3 separate regions of the Mus musculus genome follow, and regions 2 and 3 are each linked to region 1. Evidence: chromatin contacts called from public HiChIP or PLAC-seq data. All regions are on one chromosome and are shown on one strand. The core of a region is the stretch at or near the end of the contact, and the rest is flanking DNA. Distances in the headings are between cores, read along the strand shown.

Region 1 (3,098 bases), core at 170-2,669:
CACATTGTCTTCTAACCCATGCACGTATACACACAAAATAAAGTTTTGTTTTGAGATAGGGCTTCAATGTTTGCTCTGGCTGTCATGGAACTCACTTTGTAGACCAGGCTGACCTCAAACTCAGAAATCTGCCTGCCTCTGCCTTCCAAATTCTGGAATTTTAAAGGCTTGCATTACTCCTGGCTCATAAAATGTTTTTAACATTCCATAAAACAAACAAACAAACAACAACTGGGCTTTTTTTTTTTTTTTCATGCCTCCTCAGCAGGAAGGAGGTGCAAACAGGAATGTCAGGGGTCGAAGCTATCCATAGCTACATACAGAATGTGAAGCCTGCCTGAACTACAATTGTCAAAAACAAGCAAAAGCCCCACAATTAAGTATGAATGAGAAATTGGTTCAGTTGCCAGTAAAATACCATCAAAACATAGAGGCCTGAGAAGTCCTATTTCTTTTTAGACGTTAGTCAATAAAAATTTAAACTTGATTTAAATAAAATTCGTTACCTTAAGACAAGTATGAACAAGAAAGTCTAGGATACTACACTTGTATGAAATAGAAATCCCAGATATTGGCACACTGTATATCACTGACCCATTATTCCTTGTGGCGTTACTAGGTCTGACCAATCCTTGATGTCCTCAAATTTCACCTTAATGAGGCTGACGTCTTTCAGCTTGTCTACCGGCAACTCCTTGACGTACTCCAGACGGCTAAAAAAGAACGCTTTGGGCACAGCTCCAGCCTTGAGAGCATCTGCAATCAGCCTGCGACCTTCCAGTAGGATCTTCCCTTGCTTTTCCCGAAAAGGCCTGGACTTAACTATTGTCATCACACTGCTGTGGGTGCAAACAGAGAGGGGATGATTATCAACGCTCTTGGCATGGAGGGATACATGAAGTTCTAACAGACACGCACAAGCCTCAAAAGACGACATTTATTTTGCACCGTCGAAACAGTAAGAGCCAGAAGCTTCACAGTGAAGCAAGAAAAGAAACGGGAGCAGATGACAAGTCTCAAAAACATATCACCTTAGCCTCCTGTCCCCGGGAAAGGCCTTATCGTAGCGAAGCCCTGCCTCTTCCCAGGTGTGAGGGGTCTGGGATGGGGATGTCTCAAGAGGCTGTTTCTGTCGCTGTCCCTGGGAACTGGCCTTAGGGACCGCCTTGCGAGGCTGCTGGTCAGGAGCGCGCTTCCGTTCCTCCACCTGTCCCGAGGGAGACAACACTCTCACCGGGCTACGCCGCAGCGCCCGGACCCAGCGCCGAGCGTTGAGGTCCCGAGTCTGGACCACCCGCAGCAATGATCCCAGGGAGCACCACATGCCCTTCGCCGGCGCTGCCATCTTTCCCCTGGCGCGCGCTACCTCACCCGAGCGCGCGGTCGAGTGTTAGTGACGTCACCCGACGATCCTTCCCGGTTTGGTGGGCGGGGTGTCCCTCTGCCTGGAACTCGGTTTTCGTGTTGGGAGCCATGGCCACTCGTCGAGCTCTGCACTTCGTTTTCAAAGTGAAGAACCGCTTCCAGACAGTGCATTTCTTTCGAGATGTCCTGGGGATGCAGGTGCAGACCGGGACCGAGCGGGGCTAGCGCGAGACCCCGATGGGCGGCCGGGCCGCACCAGGGGAGGGAAGACGCCGTGGGCGCGCGGCCACCCCAGCCGCCAGGCCCTAGACTCCGCGTTGCCACGCCGGTGTTTTCAGCTTTTGCGAGCCCCCCTCTTTCGGGTTGGGAAGCCTTTGAAAGGGGACTCACCTACCAGCTGTGTTGTCTACGCACGTTCACCTACAGCCCTTCTCAAATATTTTTTACACTCCTGGCTTGGGGAGCCTGCTGTCTATAGTGAAGGAGCGTTGATAGGCAAAACGTTATTTTAAAAAGCCCCTTCCAGTTCACGACAGAGCGGTCTCCTGGTTTGAAAGGTTTGGGTGTGATCAGCAAATTTCGGCTTCCATCAGAGCTGCGGATTTGAAATTTAGGCTCTGGGAGGGGGACCCATGGCTTTGCGCATGCTAAACAAGCACTCCGCCATCGGATTCCGCGAACAAGCCCTGTCCGAGCAAGTTTGAACGGTCTCTTTCGTAGGTGCTCATGATCTGTGGCTCTGTTCTAAACAGCCCAGATGTAAGTATGAGGTCAGAATCAAGTCGCCTTCCTAGTACCTGGAAACAGTCTGAGAAGCTGTGATTCTAAGGGGGTCACTTAGCTGAAAGTGTAGCGGAAAGGTTTATTGAGCTCTTTGGTAAGCCAGGGAGGTAGGAGCACACCAGTGCAGAATTTATTTATTTATTTTTAACAGACTTGTAGCAGTCCAAGTCTAGCTGGGTGTAGAGATGGTACAGGAGGTAAGGACTGTAAAGGAAGTTGCACAAATCAGTCAACACAGGTTAGTCATAAAAATATCTGCTGTGTAGGGGCTGGAGACATGGCTCAACTTTTAAGAATGATTGCTCTTCTTCCAGAGGGTGTAAGATGGGTTCCAGGTGTTGGATGGCTCACAACCATCTGTAACTACAACTCCCAGGGAATCTGACCTGTGGCAGGCAGGCAGATAGACACACACACACACACACACACACACTCCTGGTGTTTGAAGGTACCATGGTAAGGTTAGGTATAGACTAAATGACTCTGGCATTTGTTCCCAATTAGAGCACATGATGTAGGAAATATTAGATTTATACCTACCAGTCAGAGTTTAGTGATACTACATGTCATTATTCTATTTCTTCATTGATCAAAAGATTGTTGTTAAGATTAAACATGTTACCTTTTAGGTGGTAACTGACTCACAGGTAGTTTGTGTTCTGTAAAGTAATAGCTACTTTTATGTTAAAAATGCAAAAGGAGAGATTTACCAACCTAGGCTCTCAGGAAATAATTCATGAGAACCTTGCATAAATTGACCCTGAAAAGGAACATTTCCACGTACCAGGGTTAGAGGGGAAAGTTATTCAAGAAGGCCTGGATAGGTGATGTGGAGATATTTGGAAAATGACACTGATTTTATGTGCATTTGGCTAGGTGAAGAGATTGGGGTGTGAGAAGGTACAGGTTGGGTTCGTCTCTGGTGTTGTCTTGAATGCTATGCATGCAAA
Region 2 (3,308 bases), core at 242-2,741, 410 kb before region 1:
AGAGGGAATGTCTGAATCATTAACACACTTGTGTACCACTTGACCCCTGGTCTTAATGCACACACACACACACACACACACACACACACACACATCCATGAACATATGCATACACATAAAAATAAACCCTTCCATCTCCTTATGCAGTTTTGTTTTCTACTACCTTCAAGTTTCTCCTTCATTTTTTATTTTACATGTATGGGTGTTTTGCCTGTCTCTGGTATATAGTTTATTAATCAAGGAAAAGGAGAGGCTGGGGAGATTGCTCAGTGGTTAGGACCCCTTGCTGCTCTTCCAGAGGCCCTAGAACTGTCTTCAACTCCAATTTCAGGGGATCTGACACCCTCGTCTGACCTTTGTGAGTAATAGGCATGAACATGGTTCATAGACATACATGTAGTCAAAACTCAGACACATAAAATAATAAGTAATGCATTATTAAAGAAATTGAATGTAAAAATTAATTATACACTAAAGAATGATTTAAAAACAGTTTTCTTTTCAAACATTTGGTGTGTATACTTTTACGTACTTATATACTCAAGGTTGAATAAAATTTTCTAGGATGAAAAAAAAGGTGGTGAACAGAAAAAATTTGAGGCATGCACATGGGGTGAGGGGTGGAGACAGGACCTTGCTATGCAGCCTTGGTTGGCCTGGAACTTGCTATACACACCAGGCTGGCCTCAAACTCACAGATACCCACCCGCTTCTGCCTCTGTAACCCTGGAGTTAATAGCTTGCACCACCACACCCATCTCAGTGAAAAGATTTTAAGCAGCCATATACAGAATGAAGTACTCAAGTATATAATTCCTGCACCGCCCCCACTGCCCATTCTGCCCAGCCTATGGCCAACAAAGACTAGCAGCCCCAATCCCGACTTGTTCTCTGGGTCTGTCTGTTCCTCCACAAATGTTCCAATATAGATACTTCCGTAGTTAACTTGTTGCAATCAGTCAGGAATACAAAGAAGCATGGTGGCACGAACACCTTTAAAGTCAGCAGTCCCGATGGGGGTGGGGGTTGTAAGCCGCATGCAAAAAAAAAAAAAAAAAAAAAAAAAAAAGGAAGGAAAGAAAGAAAAGGAAGGAAGGGAGGGAGGGAGGGAGGAAGAAAGGAAGGAAGGAAGGAAGGAAGGAAGGAAGGAAGGAAGGAAGGAAGGAAGGAAGGACAGCTTAGCCTCAGAGCCAAGCAGACGCCATCCAGCAAAGTCTAAAACTCAGCAGACTTGGTGTGGCTGAGCCACATTAGCGTATCTGCACCCAACAGAAAGTCCTCTCCTTTTTCCGTTGTTCCTGGGTGTGTGGACGAAGCACAGAATGCGATCTAAGCAAGAGTCAGTTCTTCCTTTTGGGGGCTGTCATTTGGGTTGATTCACCCTTTAAACACGGGTAACTTGGAAAATTTTCACTCCTAAGACTGAACTTTGAAAAGAATACTTTGGAGAGGCAAAAGAGAATTTAGATGGCTCGCTTCCACCCTCTGCTGGTCATGATATGGAACTTTAAAGAGAGAGACAATTTATGTGCAAACACAGGCTTTGGGGCTTATGTTGTCTCTGAGGTTACAGCAAACGCACAAGTTTATTCTCCCAAGTCGCCGAGCTCCTGCTGCTGCGGTGAGGGCTCCTCCAATTCCTCCTAGAAGCCCTCCCTTCCCAATATCTTTAAAAGGGTTTTTTTTTTTTTTGAGGGGGAGGATGTAGTTTTGGAGTTTTATTACATACCTTTATTTATTGTGTGTGCACGCATGTGTGTGAAAGAATGCCACACTGAATGTGTAAAGGTCAGAGGATTGGCAGGAATTGATTCTTTCTCCATCATGACCATACTAGGGATCAAACTCAGTTCATCTGGCTTTCAAGCAAGTGCCTTTACCCCTTGAGCTATCTTCCTGTTTGGTTGTGGTGCAGTTAATCAAATCCTGATTCTTGCCCATTTTTAAATAGTGTGTGTGTGTGTGTGTGTGTGTGTGTGTGTGTGTGTGTGTGCACGTGCGCTATAGTAGGAAAGCACTGTGTCATTACATGCCCAGCCTCTGCAGCATAGTTTTGCATATTAAATATCATACTAAGTGAGGTGGCTCATAACTGTAATCCCAGTAGTCCTGTGTTCCAGACGCTGAGGCAAGAAGATTTTGAACCTAAGCTACATGACAAGAAACTACCTCTTATAAAAGCAAAAATATCCAAGCAAACAGAAAAGGCAAATATTGTATGGTGATCCATTCTTCTAATCCCAGCACTCAGGAGGCTGAAGCAGGAGAATCACAAGTTCAAAACCACCGTGGGTCACAAACAGAGTTTGAGGCCAGTCTAAGCTTTATAGCAAGATCCTATCACAGAGGGCTGGGGAGTAGGACTGGGGGGGGGGGGGTGTAGGGGCTCAGCAGTTAAAAGCACTTGCTGCTCTTCTAGAGGGGACCTGAGTTTGATTCTCAGCACCCACAAGGCAGTTCACAACCATCTGCAACCCCAGTTCCAGGGGATCTGATGCCTTCTTTTAGCCCCTTTGGATACCAGGCACCAACATGGTGCCCTGATGAAATACTTTCTCTAAAATGCCAAATATAATGGACTGGACATTATAAGTATATATCATTACCTTATAATTTGCATAGTTGTCATAATTATATTTGTAGTGGTAATATTTTAATCTGCTCTAAACTCCCCAGCAGGTGCACATGCACTTCTTGCTACTGCCCCAATGTTATGGATTCATGAATGAAAGGCACACACACACACACACACACACACACACACACACACACATACACACACACACACACACACAGACAGCCTTTTATTTTAATATGCCTTAAACAATGGCTAAGCACTTCCAGAAACCTCCCCACAGCTAACACTCTGTCCCCTCTGATATTCCTGAATTATAACTTACTAAAACCTATATCCCACTTTGGCCACCACATACATAAAATAAATAAATTTAAAGAAAAAATTCCTTAAAAAAAAAAAAGGAAATATAGGACCAGCAAGATGGTAAGGTGCCATCAAGCCTGCATACCTGGAACCATCATGGTTGAAAGAGAGAACGTGCCCCTGCAAGTTATCTTTTGGACCCCAAATGTGTGCCCTGGCATGTGCATGTACAGAGTGAGAGACAGAGAGACAGAGACAGAGACCCACACACACATACACACAGAGAGAAGACAGACAGACAGACACAGAGACAGAACAATTACATAGAAGCTACAGTTGTTGGCACAGTCCTGTGATTCCAGTGCTTAAGAGATGGAGGCAGGAGGGTCAGGAGTTCAAAGTCACCCTTGGCTACACAGCAAGTTCA
Region 3 (3,349 bases), core at 337-2,836, 450 kb after region 1:
AACAGGAAGGAGGAATCATGAGGAAGTCATGTCATCTTGTCATACTCAAGGCTCATGGAGGGCCTCCCCACACTGCTGGGAAATCAGAATTAGTCCCATTTGACAGATGAGAAAACTGAGACACAGGGGCTCCAATGACCCCACCTGAATGATGCAACTGAGAGCAACAGGGAAGGCCCTCTCCTCTCCTAGCTCCAGCCCTCACCTTGCATCAGTCATCATCCCAGGAGATCCCTGTCCTGGCCTGCTTCCCTCTGTTCATCCTGACCATGCCCCAGTCCAAGTCCTCACCCAGCCTGTTCTGGGTTGACACTCTCATATTAGACTCAGTAGGGCAGTGGGTCTCAACCTTCCTAATGCTGCGACCCTTCAATACAGTTCCTTGTGTTGTGGCAACTCCCAACCGTAAAATTATTTTCATTGCCACTTCATAAGCGTAAGTTTCCTACTGTTATAAATTGCCATGTAAATCTCTGTGTTTTCCCATGGTCGAAATCGACAGTCCGCCAAGGGGTCACAGCCCATGGGTTGAGAACCTTGACAAAAGAGGGACACAGCCAAAAATGATAAGCCTCTCCCACGCGTCAGTGAAAACCAGAGTAAACAGGGTTCCATCCTCGCCGGCCCAGGGCTTACTGGAGATGCATCTGCACACGCAGCAGCCTGCTCCCAGCACAGCTGTTCCCTGAACTGCGGCAGGGATTTGCCTGGCATGGGAGGCACAAGTGTGGGCCAGGCAGCACCTTGCCTTTACACCTGAACTCAGTCATCACCCCAGGAGATCCCTGGCCTGGCCTGCTTCCCTCTGTCCATCCTGACCATGCCCCGGTCCAAGTTCTCACCCAGCCTGTTCTTCTGGGTCTTTTAAGCCACTCAGGGACTGAGTGAGGAGTCTGGCCCAGGTCATAGACGCTCCTGTTTACATGTGACCTGAGAGGAAGTAAGCAGACTGTCCCAGCAGTGTCCTGGGACAGCCCAGGGTACACTTGTCCTGCTAGGAAGTAAACAGCCTGTTCCCTGGCAGGGTAATCCTGTGGCCTACCTACCTGCCTCTACAAAGGAGGGGATTTTTTGAGGAGTTCCTATCCACATCCCCAAATGGCTTCTATGGCTATTATGGGTTCTGTGAGTTGAGCCCAGCACGGAAGACTGCCCTGGGCATCCTTGCGAACATGTGTCTCTTGTATGTATTTTGCATGCTGGGGAGGTGCACCATGCCTTAGCATCCACCAGTGCATGTGTCTGTAGCCTGGAGCCCGGAATGGGTGATCTTTTCCACTGAGTGTCTCTACACACATTTGTGTGTCTGTGTGTGTCTGCACGAGAGTGGAATGCAGCCCCTCATGGGCTGGCACCCAGTCTGCGAGCCTAAGTGAGGCAAAGGCTCCGAGTGGCCCTGCGCGTCTCCCGCGTGTGTGAGCGCGCCGTGTGAGCGCGAGGAAGTGGTTGCTCTCCTGGCTCGCTCGCTCCCTCGCTCTCTCCGTGCCCGCCAGCCCGCCCGCCCGCGCGCGCAGCCCGCACACTCACCGCTTGGTTGCTGCCGGGTGACGCGGGCTGGGCCCGCCCCCTGCTGCCGGCCCCGCACTCACTCGCACCGGCCGCCGCCGAGCAGGCAGCAGCCGCGTCAGGGCCGTCCGGGGGCCACGCTGGCGATGACCGCAGCCCCCGCAGCGCCCCGCGGGACCCGCTGACTTGCCCCCGGGCCGGGGTCACACCGGGCCGGGCCGGGCCGCGCGCCGCGGCGCTGCCTGCATGACCCTCCGGCGGCGCGGGGAGAAGGCGACCATCAGCATCCAGGAGCATATGGCCATCGACGTGTGTCCCGGCCCCATTCGGCCTATCAAGCAGATCTCCGATTATTTTCCCCGCTTCCCGCGGGGCCTCCCCCCTACCGCCGCGCCCCGCGCCCCCGCGCCCCCGGACGCCCCCGCGCGCTCTCCCGCAGCCAGCGCCAGCCCCCGCAGCCCCTCCGACGGCGCCCGCGACGACGACGAAGATGTGGACCAGCTCTTCGGAGCCTACGGAGCCAGCCCAGGCCCCAGCCCCGGCCCCAGCCCCGCGAGGCCGCCCGCCAAGCCCCCCGAGGACGAGCCGGACGTCGACGGCTACGAGTCAGACGACTGCAGTAAGTTTCCCAGTCGCCGGCCGCTCGCCCCCTCCCCGCACCCGGGTCCCCGCAGGGCAAGCGCCGCCGCCGCCCGGAACAACCGCACGGGAGAGCTGGGAAGTTTGGGGGCGTCCTCTGGGGCGCCCCGTTTCCAGGCCTCCGCTCCCCGAGGCGCGCCCCGCACCCCTTCTCGGCCCGCGCGCCAGGAGCTCCTGCGCGGGCGGCGGCTTTTGTTCCCGGGAAGGGCGGAGCTGCGCCCCGGAGAGACACCAGTTGCTGCGGGCCGCGCGGTTGCGCCAGGCCCCAGAGCCCTGTGCGGGCTGTCCCGGGGTGTCCACCCGGAGAGCTGGGGACCCTGCGGTAGCTGGGGCGGGCCCGGCGGCCCGCACCGCGCCACGGCTCTGCTGGTGCGCGGGCCGAGAACCAGGACCGCGGGGCCGCTTGTCCTTTGGAAAAACCTTGGCGGTTCCTCCTCCCGCATCTGCGGACCCCGCCGGCCCTGGCCGTGGACCTTCGCCCACCTGTTACGCCGGCTTCCCCGGTCAGGAGGGTCCCCAGCCGCGCCCCCTCCTCTCGGACTCAGCCCCAGGGAGACAACAGACACCAGGGTCTCCCGAGCCAGGCCAGGACCTCTCCTGGTGGCTTGTGTGGTCCCTGAGGATGCCTAACCCTGCCCACCAGGGACCATCCAGGAAGCCAAGGAGGGAAGAAGTCACATCACCTGTCCCGTGAATTTGCTGAGGGCTGTGGCTGCGGCTGGGGTGACTACATGGAAGGGCCCCAGCCCAGCTGTCACCCTGTTTCACTTAGAAAAAAAAAAAAAAACAAAGCCAGCCTCAGAACCTAGTCATAGATGCCATGGGCCCATGGGATTGGGGGGACCCATCCCAGCTTGCCCAAGGCAAAAGCAGCCCCTCCTCCGTGCAACATTGGTAGTTATGCCTTGTCTGGGCGTTCCCCAGGGCCTCTGGGCTAGGGGCTGACTGTTCCCCAGCATACCATGTGCCTCTGGACGCTAAGGATGGGAGTTCACAGTGTCACCCTGGGAACAGACTCCACTGTTCACTTTAGAGAGCCCATCAACAGAGGTGGATCAAGCCTGAGCTGGAACACTGCCTTTTGTGTGCGTTCTAGACCTGGACCCCCTAACTCAGGGCATATGGAGAACCTACCCACAAGCATAAAGGCTGGGGAGCAGGCCTTGCCCTCTGCTGTCCTGCAGGTTGAGGGAAACTAGGTGGG

The links. HiChIP or PLAC-seq counts read pairs in DNA pulled down with a chosen protein or histone mark.
Region 2: a contact with region 1 is called in an H3K4me3 HiChIP or PLAC-seq map of bone marrow-derived macrophages, with 6 times the contacts expected there. The contact joins the enhancer-like site here to the promoter of Glod4 in region 1. A contact is called at or near these places in 1 of 39 promoter capture datasets (neural stem cells), 9 of 484 Hi-C or Micro-C datasets (B cells, cerebellum, cerebral cortex and 3 more), 6 of 115 datasets of contacts at active chromatin or transcription factors (bone marrow-derived macrophages, embryonic stem cells, large pre-B cells and 2 more) and 3 of 9 other capture datasets (adipose tissue, embryonic stem cells and pancreatic islet).
Region 3: a contact with region 1 is called in an H3K4me3 HiChIP or PLAC-seq map of craniofacial prominence, with 4 times the contacts expected there. The contact joins the promoter of Doc2b here to the promoter of Glod4 in region 1. A contact is called at or near these places in 9 of 39 promoter capture datasets (the 3T3-L1 cell line, the C10 cell line, cranial neural crest and 6 more), 1 of 15 datasets of contacts at CTCF or cohesin (pro-B cells), 8 of 484 Hi-C or Micro-C datasets (the C2C12 cell line, the G1E-ER4 cell line, the P5424 cell line and 4 more), 12 of 115 datasets of contacts at active chromatin or transcription factors (the 230-238 cell line, bone marrow-derived macrophages, craniofacial prominence and 8 more) and 2 of 9 other capture datasets (embryonic stem cells and liver).

What each region holds. Positions count from the first base shown.
Region 1 is chr11:76,242,020-76,245,117 of GRCm38.p6, reverse strand. Glod4 (glyoxalase domain containing 4) reads left to right here and starts at 1,419. Exons shown (of 9, transcript NM_026029.3): 1 at 1,419-1,563. The coding sequence starts at 1,474. It overlaps Mrm3 (mitochondrial rRNA methyltransferase 3), which reads right to left and starts at 1,382. Exons shown (of 4, transcript NM_183263.5): 1 at 1,032-1,382; 2 at 595-839. The coding sequence starts at 1,345.
Region 2 is chr11:76,653,419-76,656,726 of GRCm38.p6, reverse strand. The region is part of intron 1 of Gm46288 (a long non-coding RNA gene); the gene reads right to left. Among named protein-coding and RNA genes, the nearest start is that of Bhlha9, 17 kb to the left of the region's middle. Within about 2 kb of position 1,491, at least 4 of the 459 cell types and tissues checked have an H3K27ac peak or open chromatin away from gene starts, as enhancers often do. A contact at or near this core is called in bone marrow-derived macrophages, where this site is marked.
Region 3 is chr11:75,794,297-75,797,645 of GRCm38.p6, reverse strand. Doc2b (double C2, beta) reads left to right here and starts at 1,586. Exons shown (of 9, transcript NM_007873.3): 1 at 1,586-2,125. The coding sequence starts at 1,753. It overlaps Gm12339 (predicted gene 12339), which reads right to left and starts at 1,837. Exons shown (of 4, transcript NR_136933.1): 1 at 1,528-1,837.